2 separate regions of the Mus musculus genome follow, and region 2 is linked to region 1. The links are chromatin contacts, called in public promoter capture Hi-C maps. All regions are on one chromosome and are shown on one strand. Each heading gives the region's core, a stretch centred on a gene start, on an enhancer-like site or on the middle of the called end of the contact. The rest is flanking DNA. Distances are from core to core; before and after follow the strand shown.

The links. Promoter capture Hi-C pulls out the DNA fragments that hold promoters and counts their contacts.
Region 2: a contact with region 1 is called in a promoter capture Hi-C map of pre-B cells. The contact joins the promoter of Pole2 here to the promoter of Togaram1 in region 1. A contact is called at or near these places in 2 of 39 promoter capture datasets (cranial neural crest and pre-B cells).

Annotation. Positions count from the first base shown.
Region 1 is chr12:64,963,487-64,969,297 of GRCm38.p6, forward strand. It overlaps Togaram1 (TOG array regulator of axonemal microtubules 1), which reads left to right and starts at 2,256. Exons shown (of 20, transcript NM_177805.3): 1 at 2,256-4,542. The coding sequence starts at 2,491. Klhl28 (kelch-like 28) reads right to left here and starts at 2,050. Exons shown (of 5, transcript NM_025707.3): 1 at 1,923-2,050.
Region 2 is chr12:69,225,263-69,231,073 of GRCm38.p6, forward strand. It overlaps Pole2 (polymerase (DNA directed), epsilon 2 (p59 subunit)), which reads right to left and starts at 2,928. Exons shown (of 19, transcript NM_011133.2): 1 at 2,835-2,928; 2 at 1,076-1,176. The coding sequence starts at 2,902. It also overlaps a transcript of Klhdc1 not described here.

The DNA of each region.
Region 1 (5,811 bases), core at 1,006-3,505:
TGAAGTCTCAGCATACATGAAAAGAAGTATGCATGTAAGCTTTTGAGGTTGGATATGAGAATCTGTCTTTCTGTCCCTCCAAGCTCCCATAATAGTGTAGGTGTAATTCAGAACCTTGCACATGTTAGGCAAGTGCTCTCTAAGACCTACACCCAGCCATCCGGTACTCATTCTTTTTCACTGACCAGCATTATAATCATCTCTTGGTTTTCATTTCCATCCTTACTCTCTCTAAAAATAGAAAATGGGTGGGGACAGCAGCACGTCTGTTATTGTTTTTCTACTAAAATACATGTGTTAAACCAAACTCAGGCAGATCTACTTATACATCCAAATGATGAATGAAGGCTGTGGACGACACTCAGTGGCAGAACACTTCCCAGCATGAACAAAGCCCCTCGGTTCAGTGTTCAGGACAGTGAAATAACACAGAACAGCAGCAGCAAACCACAAAACAGAAGATAAAAGAAAGTGAAGAAACCCACCAAAGCTTTAAACCAAAGCACAGGATACATGGTTATACAGCCTCATTTATATTAATACTTTTTCCAAAATAAAAAATTAAGAACATTTTAATTATGTTATAATAAAAACTAATAAATACAATTTCAACTTGCATCACCAGGAGTATTAATTATTGTTATAAAGCACTTTGATACATGTGACTCAATTATTTCAAGATTTCAAAAAATAATATAGCTGGGTATGGTGGCACAGGGCTTTAATCCCAACACTTGGGAGGCAGAGGCAGGCAGATCTCTAAGTTGGAGGCCAGCCTGGTCTACACAGGGAGTTCAGAACAACTAGGACTAGACAGGAAAACCCAGTCTCAAAATAATAAAATAAAATAAAATAAAAATTGAGAGATATCCATTTAATACAAAGAGGGACAGAAATACTTTTGCATTTGAAGAATATAAGCTTGGAACTTCAAATTATAACTCAGTCTTTTCTCACTGAAAAGTAATTGTATTATTTCTTTTAAAAGTCTGCCGAACAACAACAAATCTGTTTTCAAGCTTGGTTTGACAGTGCACACTGGTAATCTCAACAATCAGAAGACTGATAGGAGGGTCAAGACTTCAAGACCAGCTTGGGCTATACAGTAATTCAGCATTAATGTTTCAAATACAGACACACAAAAAAGTTGCTCTTTCATGCCCCAAAGGGGTGTGGCCGTATAGGAGATACTCTTAGTTGAACTGAGTCTATTTATAGTTTCTTTTACAAAAAAAAAAAAAACACTCATCAGCTATCAAATTCTCATTTTGCTTAAAATAATGTCTATCAACCTAAATCCTCTGTGCAGAATTCTCTTAGGACTGTAATGCTAAGAACTTGCACCACAACTGAAATTGTCTAGCGATCTCCGTCTCCAGGAGACTGAAAGACTGCAGAGACTCTGGAGTATCCTAGGGGAGATGGGAAAGGTGGAGGTGGGGCGAAAGGAAAAGTCCCACAGAGGAGTTAAAAGATAAAGGCTTTAAGCACTCCGTTTAATGCAAAGGGGAAAACACTGATTCTACCTATCTATAAGAAAACTTGGTGATGCGGACAATGAAAAGGGACAGAAGCCTTTAACACTCCATAGCCAGCGGGTGAAGAGAGGAAAAGGAGGCAAGGGAGAAGAGGGCGGGGCGAGGAAGGTCCCCAACGACAAGAAAGTCTTTTTTAAAAAAGTACTCTGTGTGCTTGGCCTCGGTTAGGTTCTCCTGTACTACTAAGCAGGCTGCAGGTAGAAAGAATCTTATTTTGGACAGCAGTGAGTAGAACGTTTACAATGGTAACCAGCACTGTGCAGAACATGTCGTCTCTCTCTGCCTGCTCTGGTCCAGTTCTTTGCCTCGCATTCTGGCTCCTGGGGCACTCGGGGAACACACCACCAAAGCCTGCACCACTGTATAATAGCAAAAGGAAAATACCTGAGTCCCAGGAATAACACCTGCAGCAACAGGAGGAGGAGCCACGGAAAACTGGAACCCGGGATGGGATCCTCTCTTGCTCCCGTCAAACCTCAACTCTTATGGGTGGGGTGGAAAACTTCCGCCCCGGACAAGGGAGCGTCATTTCCGTCTAAGGCCTTGACCCCGCCTCTTCATTCTGGCTACGTTCAGACTTCCTCTTCCAGGAATCTTCGGCCTATGCTTTAAGTCCTTACATGGACTACATAACCCAGCATCCACCGCGGCAGATTGGTTTCCGGGTCAAGAGGTCCGCTCTGGGTGCATCACCATGGAAGCGCTCGGTTTGGTCACGTGGTGGCCCTGGTTACGCCGGGTGGCGCCTGTGGGGTCCCAGGCTCAGCGGGGGCCATTTTGCCGGAGGCTGGCTCCGGGAGTGGAAGGCCCGAGCGGCCTGGCAGCTGACCGGAGCCGTTCCTTCTCTTCCTCTGCAGCTCGGGGCTTGGAGAGGAACTGGAAGGCTGGGCTTCATCCAGCCCTCCCAAGACGGCAATGGTTCCCTCCAGCTCTCGCTACCTGACGACCCTCCATGGCGGCCGCGCCTTCCGAGCTGCTCCCGCTGCCGCCTCCTGCGACCCCTGGTTCCTATCGCCTCCTGAGCCGCTGTCGTCCTTACGCCCCAGGGACTGATGGTCGTCGATCCGGGGGCACCATGAGAGGCGAGAAAAACTATTACTGCCGTGGGGCTGCCGGGGATCATGGCTCCTGCCCCGCGACGCCGTCGCCTCTGGCCTCGACCCTCCTGTTACCGGCGGAGGCTGTTTCAACTAGCTGGTCCGGGCCTGGAAGTGGGCTCTCGGGCGGAGATGAGGAGGAGACTCGGCTTCTTCAACTCCTGCGCACCGCACCGGATCCTTCCGAGGCGTTCCAGGCTTTGCAGGCTGCCTTGCCGCGGCGAGGCGGCCGGCTTGGCTTTCCCCGCCGCAAGGAAGCCTTATATCGGGCGCTGGGCCGAGTGCTTGTGGAAGGCGGCAGTGAGGAGAAGAGGCTCTGCTTGCAGCTTCTCTCGGACGTTCTTCGGGGTCAGGGCGAGGCGGGTCAGCTGGAAGAGGCCTTCAGTTTAGCGCTTTTGCCTCAGCTCGTTGTCTCGTTACGAGAAGATAACCCTGCCCTACGGAAAGATGCGCTGCAGATCCTGCATATTTGTCTTAGGCGTAGTTCTGGGCAGGTCCTGCGAACTCTCATCCAAGGCCTGGAAAGTCCAGATGCCCGGCTTAGAGCTTCCACTGCGCTGTTGCTCCCTATCTTGTTCACTCCTGAGGATTTGTTGCAGGGTTTGGATCTCACTGAAGTAATAATATCTCTGGCCCGAAAGCTTGGCGATCAGGAGATGGAAGAAGAATCCGAGACAGCCTTCTCTTCACTTCAACAAATTGGAGAACGACTTGGTCAAGAGAGGTTTCACTCCTACATCTCGCGTTTGCCTTCTGCACTGAGGAGGCACTACAATCGCCGCCTGGAGTCCCAGTATGGAAGTCAGGTTCCTTATTATTTGGAGCTAGAAGCCTCCGGGTTTTCTGAAGATGCTGCCCCGTGTGTAGTGAATCTTTCCAGTAGCAATCTTAAATTTGAGATTATTCCCCAGGAACTCCATGCAAGACTGTTGGATCAGGAAGATTATAAAAACAGGACTCAGGCTGTTGAAGAACTAAAGCAGTTGCTGGGAAAATTTAACCCAAGTTCGACCCCTCATGCTAGTCTCGTTGGTTTCATTAGCTTATTGTATAACTTGCTAGACGATTCCAATTTCAAAGTGGTCCATGGCACACTTCAAGTTCTCCATTTGCTGGTCATTCGCCTGGGAGAGCAGGTGCAACAGTTCTTGGGACCAGTTATAGCGGCTTCTGTGAAAGTGCTGGCAGACAACAAGTTGGTGATCAAGCAGGAGTACATGAAAATCTTCCTAAAGCTAATGAAAGAAGTGGGTCCTCAGCGGGTGCTTTCTTTGCTCCTGGAAAACCTTAAACATAAGCATTCCAGAGTACGGGAGGAAGTAGTGAACATTTGCATCTGTTCCCTCCTGACCTACCCCAGTGAGGATTTTGACTTACCCAAACTGTCCTTTGATCTTGCTCCAGCTCTTGTGGATAGCAAACGCAGGGTACGCCAGGCAGCTTTAGAGGCCTTTGCTGTTTTGGCATCATCAATGGGCTCAGGTAAAACCAATGTTCTTTTTAAAGCTGTAGATACTGTTGAATTGCAGGATAATGGCGATGGGGTGATGAATGCCGTGCAGGCCCGATTGGCCAGAAAAACTCTTCCACGGCTAACAGAACAGGGATTTGTGGAGTATGCAATACTCATGCCGTCTTCGGCCCAGGGCAGGTCAAGCCATTTGGCACATGGAGCAGATACAGACTGGCTTATGTCCGGTAACAGGACTCAGAGTGCACACTGCTACTGTGGTGACCACACCAGGGACAGCATGCAACTTTATGGATCCTACAGTCCAACTATCTGTACCCGAAGGGTTTTAAGTGCTGGAAAGGGGAAAAATAAACTGCCATGGGAAAATGAGCAGCCTGGAGTCATGGGAGAAAACCAGACCTCCAATTCCAAGGACATTAAAGATACCGAGCAGGTATGCTTAATATTCTTAACTTAAAAGTAAAAGAATTCACAGTTAAGTTTTTGAATTAAGTGCTGATGTGAACATCCATTATAATAGTATGGGGTAGGTCAGTGCTTTTAATGGTTTCCTTGATTAAACTTGAGGTACAATGAGCTATGGCCAATAAGTGGGTGTCAATTATGGGTTGTAATCATGCCACCTCAGTCATACAGCAAACACTGAATACCCAGAAGGTACCAGATAAAGAACTAAACTGTACTTCCAAGTGGTTTCTGGAGAGGATTATAACCCGGCAATGAATGTGTTAAGTGCTAGGCTAGAAGTACAGAGTGCTGGGGAATACCTGATTCCAGTAGAAAAACAAAAAGCAGAAAAGCCTTCAGGGTTCTGATCCTTGAACTCAGATTCCTGTCCCTGCGAAGCTTTTGTTTTAAAATTTACTAATCTACATGTAAATTCAGAGTACCATTAGTACTGTATACTTCATCTGTATTTCCCAGTTAACATCTTGCCTTATTTTTACTCTGTATTTTATGAACCACTTCATAGTAAATTGCACACATTTTGGATTTCATTCTTTTACATTATAACATACATCGTCTTAAAATAAGTTATTTTATGACTAATAGTAATAAAACGATAGAATACTAGTAATTAAATTGTATATAGCTTTTATTTAGTTTTTTCCATTTGTTCCCAAACTGTGTTTTACATTTATTTTACAGTTATCATCCCCTATCCAATTATAGTTGGTGCCTTTTTATTTAGTATTATGTCTCTACTTGTGTGTGGGACTTGTATGTTTTTTTTTGTTTGTTTGTTTGTTTGTTTGTTTCATGGTAGGCCCCTTTTCCCCTGAAAGTTTGGGGTAATTGTTTTGTAGGATATCTCACATGAATTTATATGATTGTTTCTATTTGAGTAGACTCAGGTTAAAAATAATTAGCAACTATATTACCTCAGTCATGGGTACAGTACAGTGAGGTTGCCCCACCTTGAGTGATACCTCAGTTTAGCATTTGATTAAGTGACAAGATCCATTATAAAGGTATATTTTCCCCTTCACTGTAGATATTGCATTGAGACTACACATACCTCAACAGTGTTTTACTCATTGCTTTTGACAGCCAGTGAATAGTTTTATTTGTATTATTACATTGAGAGCTACAAAATATAATTAAAGACAAAAACATTTCCTCTATATTTGTTACCTAAAATTCTTTTTGATATGTAATCATTATCTCCTGTCTTTAATTTTTGCCATTAAAAAGGTTTTTT
Region 2 (5,811 bases), core at 1,678-4,177, 4.3 Mb after region 1:
TTTTTTAAAGATTTATTTATTTTATGTATATGAGTACACTGTAGCTGTACAGATGACTGTGAGCCTTCATGTGGTTGTTGGAGATTTAATTTTTAGGACATCTGCTTGCTCCGGTCAACTCTGCTCGCTCAGTCCCTGCTTGCTCTGGCCCAAAGCTTCATTTATTATTATATATAAGTACACTGTAGCTGACTTCTGACACACCAAAAGAGGGCGTCAGATCTCATTACAGATGGTTGGGAGCCACCATGTGTTTGCTGGGATTTGAACTCAGGACCGGAAAAGCAGTCAATGCTCTTACCCACTGAGCCATCTCAACAGCCCGGACCACATGAATTTTAACATCACTGAAGATGCTAGCTAGCATCCATCCCACATGTCAGATTGGGCTAAAACTCCTATTCTGTTGGCGGTAGAAACATTGGTTCGCTTCTCCTTGTTAGGCAGTGCCTGTGGTGGTAGCTGATGAAGAATTTAACTGGCAGAGCAGGAGATTTAGGCCTTCTTACTTTCCTCTTATTCCCTCAAACACTTAAGACTATCTAACTTGATAAGACAGTCACAGGTTTAGAGAGCAAAACAAGACACCATGAGGGATCAGATCAGGGCCAATGGCACAGCTCAGCCGGTGAAAGCACTTGCCACAGAATTCTGGTGACACGAGCTTGGTCTTCAGACCCACATGGTAGAAGGAGAGAACCTGCTGCAAAGCTGTCCTCTGACCTCCACATACGGACACAGAGCACACGTGTATACACACATGCAAAATAACAATAGCAATAACAGTAATCATATACAAGAACAGCAACATAACTCTTTAAAGGGCAAGATCAAGTGCAACAGTTAAGTATAGAAAAGATGCGGCGGTAACTCCACCTGTCCAGGCAGGAGCCTGGGAACCAAGGACCAGGATATCCTGAGGTCCCAACTGAACCAACCCTTTGGGAAAAGACACTACTGTGCGACTCTCGGAACTCTGCACTGTGCTAATAATGGAGCCTCGGTATCCTTTTAAATGTAAATCAGAGGACACAAAGCTATAACAATTTAAGCATCATCAGGAAATGTTACTTACAGGGCTGCTTTTCAACTGCATCGATGATCTTTCCTAGGTTCTCCTCTAGCTCCAATTCAGTGACAGACTGGAGAGCTTCAGTCAGATACTTGGTGGCTTCACTAGTGACAGAAAGAAAAGATGAGACCAAGAATTTCTCGGGGGCGGAGGGTGGGGTAGGGGGAAACTTTTACTTAAATCTTATACAACTCAAGCTTTATAAAAAGCTAACATAACAGAAAACTCATATCTCCCTCTAAAACCTCAAGTAGCCCTCTAAAGTATCAAGGCTTGAAACAGTTCATTAAAAAAATAAGTGAACAGGTAAAATAACAACAAACCCCTGCAGCAGGTCTTGGTAAAACACCTTTTTAAAAAAAATCTAAATTGGGCTGGAGAGATGGCTCAGTGGCTAAGAGCACAGACTGCTCTTCTGAAGGTCCTGAGTTCAAATCCCAGCAACCACATGGTGGCTAACAGCCATCCGCAATGAGATCTGATGCCCTCTTCTGGTGTGTCTGAAGACAACTACAGTGTACTTAGATATAATAATAAATAAATCGTTTTTAAAAAAATCTAAATGAGATGGGTACACTGGACATGTGAGATGACCCTGTCCTGACTGGAGTGTATGAGACTCAAAGCCGAAACTCTGAGTTAAGTTTTTGTTTGATTTTCTAGACAGAGTTTCTCTGCATAGCCCTGGCTGTCCTGGAACTCACAGAGATTCACCTGCCTCTGCCTCCAGAGTGCTGGGATTAAAGTTGTGCTGGATAGCTGGCCCACAGTGAATGCAGGCATGAGTGCCATTGAGTCTCTAAATCAGAGGGTAATCTACTACACAGCACTAGATAACACACTGTCTTCCCACAGGAAAAGTCCCATGGCGTTTAATTCCACACACGGTGCTTTGAGGCTAAAAGACTTGAGTGTATATCTCAATGAATCAATTAATGAGCTTCCAACAGCTTTATAATAGTACATTTTAAGGGAAAGGAAAGGAAAAGCTATTGCTCAATTAATCCTCTCTCCAAATGTCAGGAATTAACCAAATTAAATTCATCACTTTCTCCCTGGGTAGACCCAGGTTGACCCTTGGACACTCCTGGGCAAAACGTAAAGCTAAAAGGTTCATAAAGTTCACAGTTACGAAAACAAAACATTCACACTCTGACTCAGAAAGCTATACGGATCTCAGCAGGTACTTAAACGGAAAGTGTATTATAAAATGTAAATTGTAATATGAGATTTCTTGGATATGTTCATTTTTAAAGACTGAAAAGACACACTACAGCCAGGAAAACCTCCTTTGGGGGCAAATTGTAAACTAGGAAATCTAAAAAAGCCAAACTAAAAACACGTTTAAAATCTATCCAAATTTTACTTCTCCAGGCAATAATGAAAATTCCACACAGAGACGGGTTTGGAAGACTCATACTCTACAATATAAATCGCCAACAGACACGCATATGGATTCACCCATGTCTCTCCTTCTCTGACACGTCTCTCTGTAACTTCCAGAAGTAACACTGTAATGATTCCCATTCTGCAGAGGCGGGGACCTCCGTTGATCAGAAGCCAGCACGCCCCCAACTTCCCCGCTCAGTTCGGCGTCAGCGCGCAGCTCCGCCCAGCCTGGAAGTAACATTCGCACCCGGCGCCAGGATCGCGGAAACCCAGGTAGGCTCTGCAGCCTCAAATGCACCGGAGAGACATCGCCTCTTATGACAGAATGTTCTAGATAGGGCATTGCGGCGGGTCAGGTTACCTCGAGACTCACCTCCTGAGCAGCAAGCCCCGCAGCTTGAAAGCTGAGACCGTGCGGCTCCGCAGCCGCTCCGGCGCCATGTTCGCGATTTGGCGCCACCGCCGACGCCCCGCCCCCTCCTGGAATAGACACACCCCTTGTCCCGCCCTTATATTCTTGGGCTGGTGAAATGGATTTTTTTGGCCTTACTAACTGCAGGGCCTCTGGGAATCTCAGACCCTGCCTAGGGAGTGAAGTAGGAGTGGTCAGAGTGGGAACAAGCTTCCTTTATCCCAAAAGCATTTTCTGAACACTCAGCTTCCCGGACACTCAGCTACCCTCTTCTACTCTGACTCTACCCAAGCTTCCTGCACCCAGAGTCTTCCCTTCCAGGGCTATGAGAGTTGTAGAGCCGTTGTTTCCCGGTTCTACACATGCTCAGGAAATACTGTGTTTTCACCGTTTTCGATCACTCCCATCCGACCAGTTTTAGTTGAGGGCCTCTCCACGATCCGCTGTCATCATTTAGCAGTCCCACTTTTTTCATGACATACCTTCTTTTTTTTTTTTTTTACTGGTGGAGTAACAAACCCAAGATTATAAATGGTTGGTATGAGGTGAATTGCCAGTGCGGTGGAGCTGCTCTTGAATCGTTATTCTCAGTCCTACAAGTAGACTCAGTAGAGCACATCTTAAAATGTTCCCTCTTGCTGAGTGTGATGGCACATGCCTTTAATCCAAGAACTCAGAAGGCAGAGGCAGGGGGATCTCTGTAAACACCTGGGCAACTTGTTCTAGAGAATGAGTTCCAGACCAGTCAGTGAATCACAGTGAGACCTTATATAAAAATCCATCCATCCATCCATCACACACACACACACACAAACGCACACACACACATATACTTGTGCTGTTGAGATGAATAATCAATTGGCTGTTTATAAATAAGCATGCAACTTTACAGGACACAAGAAAGCTCTGGGCATAAGACCACAGATCTATAATCCCAGGCCTCAGAACGGGGAGGTGCAAGGATTCAGGAGGCAAAGGCCATCTTTGATGTCACAGCAAGTTCAAAGCAAGCCTAAGATACCTGAGGCTTAGTGGGAGTGGGAGAGGCAAATAAGCCAAAAACTTGAATGATTTCTACAACGGTATAAGCAATTATCTCTGGGGCGTATATTTAAGATCTTTCTGAAAAGGAAAACAGTAAAAAGAATGCATGTGTATATTTGCTTGATTTTGCATTTCAAAACTTTTGAAAAGTTAAACTAGACAACAAAGAGAGATCCCAGCTGTGGTGGTTTGAATAAAAATGTCTCCCGTAGGCTCTGGTGTGTAAACACTTGGTTCCCAGTTGGTGGCGCTGTTTGGAGAGATTCAGGTGGTGCAGTTGTGCTGGAGCAGCTGTGGTGGCTTGAATATGCTTAGCCCAGGAAGGGGCACTATTAGGAGGTGTGGCCTTGTTGGACTATAGGTATGGCCTTGTTGGAGGAAGTGTGTCACTGTGTGGGTGGGCAATGAGACCCTTTTAGCTCCCTGGAAGCCAGTCTTCTATTTGTTTTCAGAACAAGATGTAGAACCCTCAGCTCCTCCTGTCCCATGCCTGCTTGCACACTGCTATGCTCCTGCTTTGATGATAATGGACTGAACCTCTGAACCTGTAAGCCAGCTCCAATTAAATGTTGTCCTTACAAGAGTTGCCTAGGTCATGGTGTCTGTTCTCAGCGGTAAAACTCTAACTCAGACAGTAGGCTTTGAGATTGTATAGCATCACCCCACTTCCAGCTCTTTTTCTCTGCTTTGTGCTTGCATTTGAAGACAGGAGCTCTCAGCTTCCTGATTCTGCCATTTGTTGCCATGACTCCATAAGTAAAAGTGCTTGCCATGCAAGCCTGAGGACCTGAGTTCTAATCCCCAGAGCCTACATAATTCCAGATGTGGTGCTGAGAATCATCAATCCCAGCATTCCTATAGCCTAATAGAAGACAGAGACAGCAGGAATTTTGGAAGCTCATGGGCCAGCAACAGTGAAAAACTAAGAGACCCTGTCTGAACTGAATCGAGGTAGACGACAAGGAAAGACTCCAGTGTGTCCTCTGACCTCCACATGTATGCTGTACTGGCACATACAACACACATACACACACACACACACACACACACACACTTAAAAAGATTAAACTTAGCCGGGCGGTGGTATACACACCTTTAATTCCAGCACTCGGGAGGCAGAGGCAGGCGGATTTCTGAATTCGAGGCTAGCCTGGTCTACAAAGTGAGTTCCAGGACAGCCAAGGCTATACAGAGAAACCCTGTCTCAAAAAGCCAAAAAAAAAAAAAAAAGATTAAACTTGTCCTGGGTGGCGATTATGCCCCGCTCTCTCGGGGGTATAGTATATGCATTTCTCCACTGCAAGAGTATGTCCTGGGTGAGCATATTACTTGGACATACCCTGCACACCAGCATTGGAGAGCTGTACTGAGAGTGCAAACTGTAAAGGTGGTCCTAGGTGCTTAGGTGAGACAGGAGCCTGTAAAGCTGCCTATCTTGACCTGGTCTATGAACGTCAAACAGTACAGACTGCCCAGGGGCTACGATGAAATCACAGAACCCTTTAAACAGCTAGACGGGGTAAAGATCAAGATGGCTCCTGGAGAGTGAGAGTGGATTCTAGAGAATTGAGTAGAAGTGACCATTGTACCCCACATCGCTCTTTTGACATAGTAGTTGGTACGTGCTGGTATCTCTCTGTATTGCAGTTGACCTTGCTAATACCCTTTTCAGTAGTCCTTTAGCTTGTGGATCCCAAGGCCAATTGACATTCACTGGTATGAAGGATAGTTCACCTCCAGATATCTCCACCAAGGTTATCTATCACCTTAAGAACAGTAAAGACAGATAACCAAAGTGCAGAGATGTCATGGTGACCCAGAGCCTTGCTTTGTTATCGTGCCTATTTCCACTAAAAAGTTTTCATTATATAGATGAAGTGATGCAAAAAAAATC